Linked DNA regions of Mus musculus: regions 1 and 2 are each linked to region 3. Evidence: chromatin contacts called from public HiChIP or PLAC-seq data. All regions are on one chromosome and are shown on one strand. Each heading gives the region's core, a stretch centred on a gene start, on an enhancer-like site or on the middle of the called end of the contact. The rest is flanking DNA. Distances are from core to core; before and after follow the strand shown. Region 1 has its middle 60 kb from the start of Acvr1. Region 2 has its middle 39 kb from the start of Acvr1. Region 3 holds the start of Acvr1 (activin A receptor, type 1).

Region 1 (4,432 bases), core at 1,455-3,954, 60 kb before region 3:
CCATTGTGCCAGAGTCTATAGAACTTAAAAAGAGAGAGTGCGGAAGGCAAGCATAATAATAGTAATGATTGCCATTTATTAAGTCCTTACTATGCGCCAGACATTGGGCTATTATGTCATTGAATTCTAGAAAAGCAATAGTATTATGTTTGGTTTTGCTTTATTTTGTTTCTAAGGTTGAACTGCAGGCACAGAACTGAATCGATTCAATCAGTCATTCTTTTCTGTTACTGGCATGATATAATCATCTGTCTAGACGTGACCCCCCCACCCATTTTTTTTTATCTTTATCCATTATTCCCAGCATAGCTGCTGTGTCCTTCTGGCCTATTTTCCCATAGACGTACAGATCCATAAAAATATGTAGTATAGGGTCTGCTTTGAAAGCGTGAGTGAATGGATCATACTGCATTTCTCACTATACAATGTGCCTTTCATCAGACACATCTTCTGAGGTCCATCCATAATGATCTATGGAGATTCAGAGTCTTCAGTTTAAACTACTCTCCTGCACTCGGAATGCCAGTTACTATACTCACGTGCATATTGTCTTCTGGTGGACATCTACACTACTTCTAGTTTTCTCTTATTGAAAAAGCACTTCCGGCGAATGATTGGATGCAGACTCTCAGTGCACTGTTCAAGGGTCTCTCGGAAATTTACCTGGGATTCTTGAGTCTTTGACAATACATATTTTCAATTTTAATAAACTCTGCCAAATTGCTCTTCAGTGCAGTTTTCCCAACTCAAGCTTCCATCCACAGTCAATAAGAGTTTTTAAAATGGACACTGTTACCTCTGTTTTGAAAATAAACTGGCTCAGGAAATAAAAGCTTGAAGTTAAACACCACTGCTACAAGTAAGTAGCAAGAACTGTAGTAATGTATTTGCTACAGTATACAGTTGCAAATACATTAGCAGCAGGGGAACCGGCTGCCAGGAGCTTCTGACTTAGAAGCCTTCCCCATTTCACTAGCCCATAGGAGGTGGTGGTGGTGGAGGAGGAGGAGTAAGGGGTGGGGGGTGAAAGGCAGGGGATGGGAGGGCGAGGGGGAGGAGGAGGCTTCCCAGAGCAGGCCAGCAGCTAAACTGCTGGATATCTATGCTTTCCACCTAGTTGCCCAAGGCAGAGACCTGCAAAGGATATTAATGCTTTCATCCTCTTCCCATAGAATAGCCCTTGACTGTGTCTGCTGTTCTACAGCTCCATTACAGCCTAATCAAGACCTGTTAGTGGAGTGTGTGCCTGCGGCCTCCCCTATGAACACCTGGGAGTGTGCTCAAAAGCAGAATCTGAGGCTATATCTAAGACATCTGAGGCTATATCTACACAGAATCTGCATTAATGTCCCCAGCAATTCATAGAATTTGAGAACTTCTGGCTTTGACTTTTGACAGAGCTTAATCAACTGGTTCCCCTGGATCTGTCCCTTGCACTTCAGAGGACAACTTGCTGGGATCTGTTGGATGCAGGGCTTAATTAACTTCAAGTCATCAGGCCCGTGTGTGAGCATCATCTCAAAGGACCAGCCCATAAACACTTTTCCTCTAAATAACTGTGTGTGTGTGTGTGTGTGTGTGTGTGTGTGTGTGTGAGAGAGAGAGAGAGAGAGAGAGAGAGAGAGAGAGAGACAGAGACAGAGACAGAGACAGAGACAGAGACGGAGAGTCAGAGAGAGACAGAGAAAGACTGAGAGACGGGGAGAGAGATGGAGAGAGGAGGGAGACAGAGAGATGGAGAGAGAGAGAGAACGCGTGAGCACAAGGTATGCCAGTTGACTCTCTCCTATCATGAGGGGTTTGGGGATTTAATTCCAGTCCGCAGGATTGGAGGCAGAACATTTACCCCTTGAGTCATTCTCTATCTCTCTGGCCCTGAAATTCTTTAGGTTATAAACCTCTAAAATGACTTTTCCCATTAAAGGCCCCAGAAGCAAAGGTTTACAGAAGGCAATTCATACCTTCTCCAGCTGCCGGGCTCAAACCCATTCTGTCCTCCCTAGCCTTGGTAGGCACCTTCTAATTCCTAAGCCAGGCTACGTTTTCCCCAGGGCCTTTCTGCGTGTTTCTTTCTTCTTCCTGTGAAGAATTAGGGAATGAGATCAGACACTCTCTCAGTAAGCTTTTTCAAATAGAGAACACTGTGCACCTCCTAATGTTTCTCACAGCTGTCTTTCAATAATAACATATATCTCCTTATTCAATATCAGTCTTATCTATTGATTCAAAGGGTTCAGATGCTACATCTGGGCTGGGCTGTTACCTCCTCCCGCACCTAACACAGTGACGGATACACAGTAGCGTTCAGTCAGTACCCGCTGATTTAATGACTATGAATGTTATCCTGGCTCAGAGTTCAAGTTCAACTGAAACCAAGAATCTAAAAACATTGCAGAGCTGAATACCAAGTATAATGTGGCCACCAGCAAGTGAATCGGGACAGAATTGCCCAGTTCTGACAGCTGTAACCTTTGTACATGCCCACCCTCCCTGGGTGACAGTAAACATTCTGTCCCCAAGCCAGTGCCCTTTCGAACAATATACTCCCAAACTGTCCCCTGGAAGGACTCTTTTTACTTTTTTCCTGGGAGGTTTTTGTTAGCCCTTAGTGAATAAGAATATGAAGTGTTTTTTACTTTGCCGCTCTTTGTTTTCTGGGCAAGAAAAGTCTGGAGGCGGTGGAGTGAGGCTACTTGATACAATTGCCTTCCCTTTCAAATGCTAAAAAGGGCTTTGCTCCTCCGGTCAGCTTAATCAGAGAGTTGCGGCAGTCTTGGAAGCCATCCATTCTCCTTTCCTTTTTGCAACCCATCTCTTACAGGCTAAGGGGTCACTTTTCAACGGATAGAAAGCCAGAGCCAGTAAGTCAGCACTGCCTGACAAGCGTCTCCCCCAGATTAGCCAAATTTGGGGGGGAACCCCCAAGTGAAACAGAGTTGGATATAGCAAATGTCATGGTCCTAAACCTGGACATGGACTCTGGGATTTTGGCATTGGCTACATGGGGAAGACTGGTGAATCCTAGAGGATAATTTATAAAATGGGGTATTTAACACACACACACAGAAAGAGAGAAAGAGAGAGAGACAGATGTGCACATCTGTCCTAGGAGTTAACAGAGCAGCTCTGGGTTAGTTCCCTTTAGTGGCTACTGAAAAGGTCAGCTCAGGGACTTTGGGAAGGTCATGAAACACTCCTCCAGAAGGGAAAGGCTAATTAACATTTCTCAGCCCATAGGTGGGAACCAACCTGAGGGTGGGGACACATTCTGGAGGACAGACTGTTGCCCAACTTCAAACCAGGGAAGTCCTTGTCACCTCATTCTCTAAAGATCAATCAGTTTAAATGGTGCACTGTTCCACCAATCATATTGTGCCTAGTTGCTGATGCTCTTTTCTGCCTCTGGAAACCGTATAACCATATAAAAACTCGCTTAACTGACACAGGGGTTGGGGTAGGGGGTGGGGGGAGTAGCTGCCACTCCTTCCTGTCTGGGATGACCCCAGTGCGCTGGAACAATAAATTCCTCTTGCTTGATCCCGGCTCCACATGGTTCACTCAGGGGGTCCCCGGTAAGCTTAGGCTCCCCGGAGTCTAACACTACTTTTGCTGTTCTGCACTTCTTGCAGATGCTTCTGCCATCCTTCTGGAATGTTTATTATTACTTGGAAATTTAAAAAAGAGTTCCGCATGGGTACTGGAGAATGCAAGTGTAATGCCAGCTACTCCATCTGGAGGCGAATGATCTGTTACGAGTTCAAGGTCAGCCTGGGGAAAAAAGCAAAACCGTTGAAAAAGAAAAGAAAAGGAAGGAAGTGAAAGAACCTAGTGGGGAAACCCCCACTCAACTCCCGATTCGTCGTGCACCCAAGAATCATGAATAGAACACAACACCTTAATGTAACAACATGAGGTATTTTAATGGTGGAGCTCCGGGTCGAAACGTATCTCACACAGGAGACAGTGGAATCGACCACGAGGCTTGGAAGCTAGGGGTTTTTATACAAAAGGAGTGGGGCTGGGGGAGGAATTGGCGAGGTTTCACATGATTGGTCCATTTAAACATCAGCAGCCTGTTAACATTTAACTTAGGTCAGAGGGGTGGGAGATAGGGAGGCGATGGGCCTGCCCTGGCATGTCCTGGTCTGTTCTGCTATGTTCTCAGCCCCAGGTTTCAAAGCTCACAAACAACTCTTTGGGCTATTTGACATACATTACATGAATCACAGGTCTCAAGTTTTATTTCCTTTCATTAGGAAGGAAGGAAGGAAGGAAGGAAGGAAGGAAGGAAGGAAGGAAGGAAGGAAGGAAGGAAGGAAGGAAGGAACTGTAAGTGGCTGCTTACATCAGTATTTTAAGACAAGCTTAAAGGTTTCTGTTTTATTTTTCTTGGGGGTTTTCCCCTTGATTTACACCCTTCCATTTCCCCCCT
Region 2 (4,272 bases), core at 1,233-3,732, 38 kb before region 3:
CCCGTTTATATGTGTGTGTGTATGTATCTGTGTGTGTGTCTGTGTGTGTGTCTGTGTGTGTGTCTCTGTATGTGTCTGTGTGTGTGTGTGTATTCTTTGAAGTTGCTACTGAAATGAAAATGCCAATTGACACAGTAAATGCTGATAGCAAAATCTTAAGATTCTAATTAAGCTGGGTGTAGGGACACATACCTTTACGTTTAACACTTGAGTTGTGGAGGCAGGAAGATTAGGAGTTCAAAGTCATCCTCAGCTACATAGAAAATTAGAGGCCCACAAGGGCTACATGACACCCTATCTTGAAAAAGATACAGGCAAGGGTTGGGCTATAGCTTAGTGGCTGAGTGTTTGCCTTGCTTATACCTGAGTTCAATCATTAGTACCACAAAGAAGAAGAAAAAAACAAGCAAAACAAAATATTTAAACTCAGTGCAACCTAAGGCTGGTACATCTTTTACATACAAAGGGAGAACATTAAATATCACCTTACTTAGGTTAAAAAAATTAAAAAGAGAAACTCTATATAGTATGCAATTGCACCAGTATAGGGTGGAGAAAAACAGCTTTGGCAACAATGTATATAAAAGCATTCCAGAGGGTTGAATTGCCAGAACTTGGTGGAAGACCATTGTTTTATATCATCTGCTAAAACATATTAATGCACTGTCTGGCTGCATGCACCTAACTCTTGTTTAGCATGCATTTTCTGCCAGGTCCTGTACTTAATAATGGACAATGGCTGGTATAATCTGCCCAGTTAAAGGCACAGACTTTAGAAAGAATATTGGTTGGACATGGTGGAGCGTTCTGGCAATGGCAGCACTTAGGAGGTTGAGGCAGAAAGAATGATGTGAGTTCAAGGTAAGCAAGAGCTACATAGCAATGCCCTGTCTCAAAATATATATTAAAATTTAAAGGAAGAACAATCTTATTGATGACTATCTTAGTAGGGTTTTCATTGCTGTGAACAGACATCATGACCAAGGCAAGTCTTATAAAGGACAACATTTAATTGGGGCTGGTTTATAGGATAAGTGGTTCATTCCATTATCATCAAGGTGGGAGCATGGCAGCATCCAGGCAGACATGGTCAGATAGAGCTGAGAGTTCTACATCTTCACCTAAAGGCTGTTAGCAGAATACTGATTTCCAGGCAGCTAGGATGAGTTAAAGCCCACTCCCACATTGATACACCTCCTCCAAAAGGCTGTACCTACACCAACAGTGCCATACCTTCTACTAGTGCCACTCCCTAGGGCCAAGCATATACAAATCATCACAGCGACTGAGGTCTGAGTTCAGTTATCTTGGGGTACATAAACAACTTGTCCTAATCAGTAGGAATAGTATTTGAGTGTTTTATTGGTAAAGGTTATTTTATCTGAATTTGAAAAATACATGCATAATTAACACAAAGAACAGGAAAATTAGGATCTTATGTGAAGTGTGAGGAAAATACAATTAGCCTAATATAATTGGGGCCAGGAGGCTGTCTCTCTACTCTCTGCATTTTTATTCCCTCTAGAACCTAGAGTCTAGGTAAGATTCTTCTTCAGTATTGTTTCTTTATGGTTAGAAAGCAACGTCTATGAACACTGGAGACACCCATCTTCCTTATTAGAAAATTTTTTTTCCACGGCACATGATTGTAGTCCCAACACTTGGGAGTCTGAGCAAAGAGGATTGGAGCTTATGGGACAGCCTGAGATTCCCAGCAAAACCATCTTCTTCCCTTTGACCTTGGTACAACGGTGTTGACAGCAGGCTGATCAGGCTAGCTCAGACTTGCCAAGTAATGCAGTGCACGGATTGTCTGAAGCCTAAGTAGATCAACCAGTCACTTAGAAGGCCATTGTCATTACTGTGATTGCCTGGAGTTGAGGACTCGGTTGGCTTTCTGAGGCATTTGGGCAGTGGGAAGAGTAGAGGCCTATTGGGTTGTGTTTGAAGGTAAGGAAACAGTAAGGATGGGTGCTGAGGAGACAACTCTGAGAGAAAGGAGGCACTCTTTTGTAGGTGACTAGGAGGGAAGAGACACTGGCCACATTTCCTTTTCATCTCTCTCAGTGGAGTGCCTCTCTTTTTGAAGCAACAGACAAAATATTTCATACCCTCAAACCTTGCCCAGTGGTGAAGAGTCAGTTGTCTTGTTTGTCCATTTGTAAGCACACCACACATGTTCGGTTAGGCCGGGGACAATAGGAAAGTTTATTGTGGTCAAGGTCCATAGTACTCTTCAGCCTAGGTTTACTGAAAACAGATCTGACAGGTTTTCCTCTGTTGGGTTCCTGTGTCTATATCTAATTGAGCTGTACCAGGGGATAGACAAAGCTATCATCATTAAAAACTTCAACAAGAATACCCTGCCTTTGAAAGGCTAGGCTGGCTTTCAAATGTAATTCTGGCTGAGTATGACAGTCCAGGCCTGCAGTCTCAGCTACTGGAAAGACTGAAGCAGATGACTGCCCAATCCCAGGAGCTTGAATCCAGCCTCAGCAAGATGGTGAGATCCTACCTCATCCACAACAAAACAGAGAAAGGGATCGCACACACTCGGGAAATTGAACAGGCATCTCCATCATAAAATACAACTTTAGCATTTCAATGAGCCTGATTTTAAGCTGAGAGTGTGGTGGAATATGCAGACGCTTTGGAGGTTGAAGCAGGTGGGTCATGAGTTTAAGGTTATCTTTGGCTACATTGGGAGACCCTGCCAATAAAACAACAACAGTAACACCCATTACAACCAACAACAAAATTCCACTCATATAGATAGTTGTGGCTTTCTGTTTGTGATACTAGGAATTGAACCTTGGACCTTGTGCATGCTAGGTAAGGGATCCACTACTGATCCACTCTTTTTATTTTTTATGTTAATTCAGGGTCTCAGTACCACCCACAATGGGTTGGGCCCATCAATCACTAATTAAGAAAATTCTCTACAAGCCTACCTATAGCTAGATCTTATGGAGGCATTTTCTTAATTGAAGTTTCTCCCCACCCCCTTAGACAACTTGACCTTGCCAGTATGTGGGAGATGGAGTCATATGGATCAAAGTTCAAGGTCATCATTGGCTGGACTACAGGAGATCCTGTTTTACCACAAAACAAAACAGAACAAAACATGCATTTCTGAAAGGCTCAATGGATGCTAACATTTGAGAACCATTGGTTCTATTCTAGATGTAGACAATGTCTCTCACCGATATACAGGAGAACTTGTGTTTGGGTCTGCACTCAAAGGATCTAGACTAGGGTTATGATTCTGTGTTTCCTGAGTGCTCTTAAACCGTATCTTGTGTAAAGTTCAGTCCTTGAGGAGCAAGAGACCAGATCAGTGGGGCCCAATAGGCCTGCCATTATCATGGAAACCTTTGTCTGTCTCGACACCTAATAAAGACATTGCTAGCCATGTGTAGCTATTAGACATTTGAGACATGGCTTGCCTGACTGAAGAGTGATTTGAATTTTTTTTTATTCAACACGAAATCATTTTCAAGCAATAATGAAATAGGTATGGGTAGTGCATCCTGGTCTTCAATGCCATGCCTTGAAAAGCTTTCAGGCTTTCTACTTTTGTTTATCTGAATACTTGATTATTTTGTAGCCGAGCCTGGTGGAGTACCCCGTGCAAGACTATGTGTTCTCGTAGCACTTGAGGAGCTTCTGGGGAACATAAAATAAATAGATTGCAGGGTCTTTGGCCTTAAGGAACTTCCTGTGTAGTAACCAGCTTTGCTGTGTTTTTTCCAGTTTCTGCCAAGCCTGAAAGTGTTAGTTCCATGTTAAAGGGGGAAAATTAAGCAATAATTAGGAGAGACGATGCTTGGCAGGGGCTTCTTTATCTCAAGGCTACCAGATTTTGTTCATGGAATTTGAGAACATGAGTGATTTGCATATGTTGCATAAATTTGCATCTTGTATTCAAGAGACCTGACTCCAAGTCTATGAAGTACAATTTAATTAATTAGTGGGACCTACTATACTTGTATTCAGAGCAGGATTCAGGGCTCCACACACAGGAAATAGCCAGCTACTGACAACAGTTCAGGAAACTCCAAGATCAAGGCAGGACACACGCACACACACACACAAACACGAACACACAAAAGAAGAGGAGGAAGAGGAAGAGGAGGATCATAGATGATGGGGAAGGACATGCACCAGGAGCTTAGCTTGGGTCACCCCTCCCCTCTGCTTCCTATGCATCTCAAGTCTTTGAATGTTAGATGTGTTACTTCCCATCAAACACTGGGTAAAGCACAACAGCAT
Region 3 (4,141 bases), core at 979-3,478:
TGCCAAGGTTGAGAAATCCTGGAATCAGGTGCCTAAGCCTTGAGGGCTAAACCCTGGGTGTACAGGGCTTGTGTAAAAAGCAGTATCCTAGTCTGTCCTCTTATTTTACACACACACACACACACACACACACACACACACACACACACACACAAAGTAGAATACAAGGCCACAAACACTATCCACAGTGCTTCCACAGAGTCCCTTGGAACACTGAGTAGTCACAGGGGGTTGTTAGCTCTTGCAGTGAGTCAGCCACAGTAAGAGAACATCTATGGCAGTAGCAGCCCAAAGCAGGTCAAGCTTCCTCAATCCACCTAGCTACCTTTTAGGAAGTCTTTATTAAACATACACACATACACCACTGTTAGGCATGCTGATACAGGATGAACACAGCCGAGCCTGGTGCCTGCCCTCATGGAAGGGACTGTAAACATTTGGAAGATTAAAAGCACACAGCAGCACGAAGAGGTAGCTGCAATATAGCTGCACAGCCACTCTGGCTCCCATTTCCCTCTCTTAGGTTCAAAGTGTGCCCAAGGTCAAACCAGTGAGCCTCAAGGGCTGACAGTTGAAGCAAGTGTTACCGAGGGCTCTGTTGTATTGTTTCAGCCAGCAGGGATTACAGATTGGTGATCTTGCCTTGATCTGACCTGAACTTTCCTCGCCTGATCGCCACCAAACATAACTACAAGGACCCTCTAATGAACGATCCAAACACAAAAGAACCAAAAACCTTCTCTGCCTTTTTGCTTACACAACACCTGAAGGCTCTTTTCTAGCTGTTCCTTGTACACACACGCCTGTAAAGCTAGCTTGTTTGCAGCTTTTGCAAAGGCCCGATCTTCCACTTCCTTTGCAACCTTCTGCAGTGTTGCAGCCAGCGACCCAATAAATGCCCTCTACATGAAAGGACCTGTAGGGATAAAAAATACTTTATGTTTTCCCCATTTATTGGTGTCATGATTTTACTCTTGCTTTGTGATAGGACTGTGCATTATAAGCTTCTAGAGGGCAGAGAAAATGGCTTGCTGCTTCCAAACACTAAGCGGGCACCATGCAAAATTTGATCCTTGCATGCCTTTTTTGATGCTCCAGATAATATTAGCACACTGGGGTGTTTTTGTGTTTCTAAGGACCAAAGTTGTCAGCCTCTCTGCGGCGGAGAATGTTCCTTCCTTCCTACTGTAAGCTCCCGTGGCGCCTAGGACAGGGCGGGATTTTTGCAGAAGCCCCCCCCCCCCCCACCCCCCAGACTTGCTTATTTTTATTACCAAGGAAGCCGACTGCGAAAATGGCAAACGCTTGCATAACCCTAGACCCTGCGAGGAAATGAGCATAGTGGAAGGGGATCAGAAGACAAGGCAACGATGGCCTGGCTGAGGCGGAGCATTGAGTATCCACCCCTGTGCCTGACACGCAGGGCTGGAGATGAGTGCAGGAGCCCCCGCAGTTCCCGGCTCGGCTGCCTGCTGTCCGCCCGCCCCGCGCCCCGGGAGCTGTCCAGACGGCCCCGCCCGCGCCTACCTGGCCGCTCCCCGTGCCGCGCGCCTCCCCCGCGTCCCGCCAGCCCGGCTCGCAGCAGCCCACAGCCCGGGCGGCCCGAAGGGTCGGGGGTCGGGGGCGGCGGGCGAGCATGGCTAGGCGGGCGGAATCCCTGGGGCCGGGCGCCTGCAGGGGGCGCGAGGAGCGCCCCGCCCCGCCGCCGGCCCTCTCCCTCCCGGCTCCCTGGATCCGCGCCGGGAGGAAATGATGTGTTGCTGCCTGGTTAATCACAGCTCCAGACACTCATTGGCCGAGCGCTCCGCAGCCACTTCCTCCTCCTCCTCCTCCCGCTCCTCCCGCTCCAGCTCCCGGTCGCCGCCGCCGCCGCCGCCGCCCCCAAGCGCTGGGGGAACTTTGCCGCCGCCGGCTCCCCGCCGCCCCCAGCCGAGCCCCGCGCCGCCGCAAGTTTCCTCCGCCCTCCTCCCCGCCCTCCGCCTCCCGCCCCGCGACAGCCGTCTCCCCGGCTCCAGCCCGGTGCCTGCCGCCAGCCTGCGCCCCGGCCCCGTGGCCGCCAGCCTCCCGCCCCGCGCCGCGCCGTGCCGCGCCGCGCTGCACTCCGCCGCCGCCGCCCGGGCCACCCGCCCGCGGCCCGCGGAGTTCCGGGCTCCACGCCGGCTGCAGCGCCCCGCCCCGCCCCGCGCCCTCCCGCGCCGCCTTGCAGCTCCCGGTCGCCTCGAGCTCTCCGCCTCCCCGGGTTCAGCACCCGACCGCCGCTGGACCAGAGGTGAGAGCAGGTCGCCGGCCACGCCGCCGGAGCTGGGGACCGAGGGAGGAGGGAGCTTAGCTGGAGGCGAGACCGGGATCGGAGGTGGAGGGTGGGCGTCTCGGTGCCTCCCCCTCGCTTTCATTCTTTCTCCGGCAAGCTGCGTGCCCTCTCGACGTGGGGGGAAGCCGCGGCGGAACGAAACCGACTTGCTTAGGGCCTTGGCTGCCGGTGGGATCCGGGGTGGACAGAGGCTTGGAGTAGGGGGTTCGGGTGTGCGTTGGATGAACTCCTGCAGGGTGTGCGCCTCGGACTTATAAATCGATCTGGCCTCACGGCCCCGGGCTCACCTTCTAAGCTGAGCTTGGCAGACTAAAGAGATTGGCCAGTCACCCCCACCCACAAAATATCCATCTCTTCCAAGAGGAATTTTCTGCTGGAGAGACAGCCAATAAACTCTGTTCAACTCCCTCCCTCCCTCTGTCCTTCCTAGCTGCAGTTTCAAAAAGCTTCAAAGCCAGGAATGTGGGATTCATCTTCCGATCCCCAGAAGGCAGATGTGGTTACAGATGTTGCATAGTACTTTGCCAAGTTTAAAACCCTTCCTTCGACACTAACCAAAACAGTGAGGCTAGAACCTTGGGCGCGCTGGGGAGAATTGTGGGCCTGTGGGTTCACTACGTGCATGGACTTCTGTCTGGTTCAGAGACTGGCTTGGCTCTGTCCAGTTTGTGCCAGTTACGTCTCCCACCCTTCCCTACCTCCCTCTTCCCCTGGAGATCTGAACGTACCTTGCACGGCAGAGGAGCTATGGAGGAAGGTACTTGGGCAAGAAAACACCCATTTTTGTTGCAGAAGAAAAGTGTGTTGGTTAAAAAGTTGCCATTAATTTGGTGTTTGGAGAGAGACGGACGGTAATGCATTGGATTTGCTCTCTTTATTGGCTTTTCTTCTTTGCGGTTTGTGCGATTGGTGTGAGATGATGGGAAACGTCTCTGGTCCCATACATGTTTAATGCGATTGCATATATATATATATACATACACATATATATGTTTTTTGTTTGCATAGATATATAATTTCTGAAAAAAATCCCTCAAATAGAAACATAACGCAGTGATTTTAAAGGATCCAGTTCTTGAGAGGCAGACTGCTCTGACAGCCCAAGGGAAGGCGGTGGCAAAAAATAGACACCACCTCCCTTTTCCCCAAAAAATTCTTCCTGGAAAGGTGGTGTTAAGAAACTTCAGAGATGGGCTCATCCAAGTGGCAGGCCTTAAATGGAAACACTATAGTATGTCCTGGCACTAGTCTCTGGAGGTGGGTTGCTGGCCGGGGGCCCAGGCTCGGGCAGGCGGCAGACACTAGACTTGTGCTGACCTCAGACAGTGCCTTGCCATGCAGCTCTACAGTTGGCACACTGCTTAAGTATGAATCCCAGGCCTCACCCATGCCACTCTCGGGGACAGTGCAGTCACAAGGTTATTTTAAGTCTGCATAGGATCTGGATTACCGTTCTAAGCTCAGCTCCCTCCCTTTGTGATTTGGTTACTTTTGTTTTCTGTCCTGGGGTTGACAAATGGATGGAAGTGTTCTGAAGCTGAGCAGCGTGTGCCTTGGGTGGCTGTCACTTTGTAATGGGACGCAGCATCTCTGCTGCCACTGTACATGGGAGTCCTCAAAGGTGATGAGTGATGTTGAGATAGACCTTGGCTTTAGCCGGCAAAGAGCAAGGGCCAGCGTGGGCACGGGCTGGACTCATGGTCTCTCTTCAACTGTGTGGCTGAGGTCTGCTCCAAGCAGAGAGTGGTTTTAGAGCGAACTTGATTGAGATAATAGTCTTACAACTTCTGCATGTTGGACTAGAGTGATCACTTGAATCTGAATAAATTT

What was found. HiChIP or PLAC-seq counts read pairs in DNA pulled down with a chosen protein or histone mark.
Region 1: an H3K27ac HiChIP or PLAC-seq map of embryonic stem cells shows a contact between it and region 3, with 15 read pairs. The contact joins the enhancer-like site here to the promoter of Acvr1 in region 3. A contact is called at or near these places in 2 of 39 promoter capture datasets (epiblast stem cells and hippocampal neurons), 9 of 484 Hi-C or Micro-C datasets (embryonic stem cells, forebrain, nephron progenitors and 1 more), 9 of 115 datasets of contacts at active chromatin or transcription factors (embryonic stem cells, epiblast stem cells and neural progenitor cells) and 2 of 9 other capture datasets (adipose tissue and liver).
Region 2: a contact with region 3 is called in an H3K4me3 HiChIP or PLAC-seq map of embryonic stem cells, with 5 times the contacts expected there. The contact joins the enhancer-like site here to the promoter of Acvr1 in region 3. A contact is called at or near these places in 1 of 39 promoter capture datasets (hippocampal neurons), 2 of 484 Hi-C or Micro-C datasets (cerebral cortex and nephron progenitors), 8 of 115 datasets of contacts at active chromatin or transcription factors (the SCID.adh cell line, embryonic stem cells, heart atrium and 2 more) and 1 of 9 other capture datasets (liver).

Annotation. Positions count from the first base shown.
Region 1 is chr2:58,624,728-58,629,159 of GRCm38.p6, reverse strand. It overlaps a transcript of Upp2 not described here. Among named protein-coding and RNA genes, the nearest start is that of Acvr1, 60 kb to the right of the region's middle. Within about 2 kb of position 2,704, at least 21 of the 459 cell types and tissues checked have an H3K27ac peak or open chromatin away from gene starts, as enhancers often do. A contact at or near this core is called in embryonic stem cells, epiblast stem cells and neural progenitor cells, where this site is marked.
Region 2 is chr2:58,603,246-58,607,517 of GRCm38.p6, reverse strand. It overlaps a transcript of Upp2 not described here. Among named protein-coding and RNA genes, the nearest start is that of Acvr1, 39 kb to the right of the region's middle. Within about 2 kb of position 2,482, at least 2 of the 459 cell types and tissues checked have an H3K27ac peak or open chromatin away from gene starts, as enhancers often do. A contact at or near this core is called in embryonic stem cells, where this site is marked.
Region 3 is chr2:58,564,915-58,569,055 of GRCm38.p6, reverse strand. Acvr1 (activin A receptor, type 1) reads left to right here and starts at 2,228. Exons shown (of 12, transcript NM_007394.3): 1 at 2,228-2,269. It also overlaps a transcript of Upp2 not described here.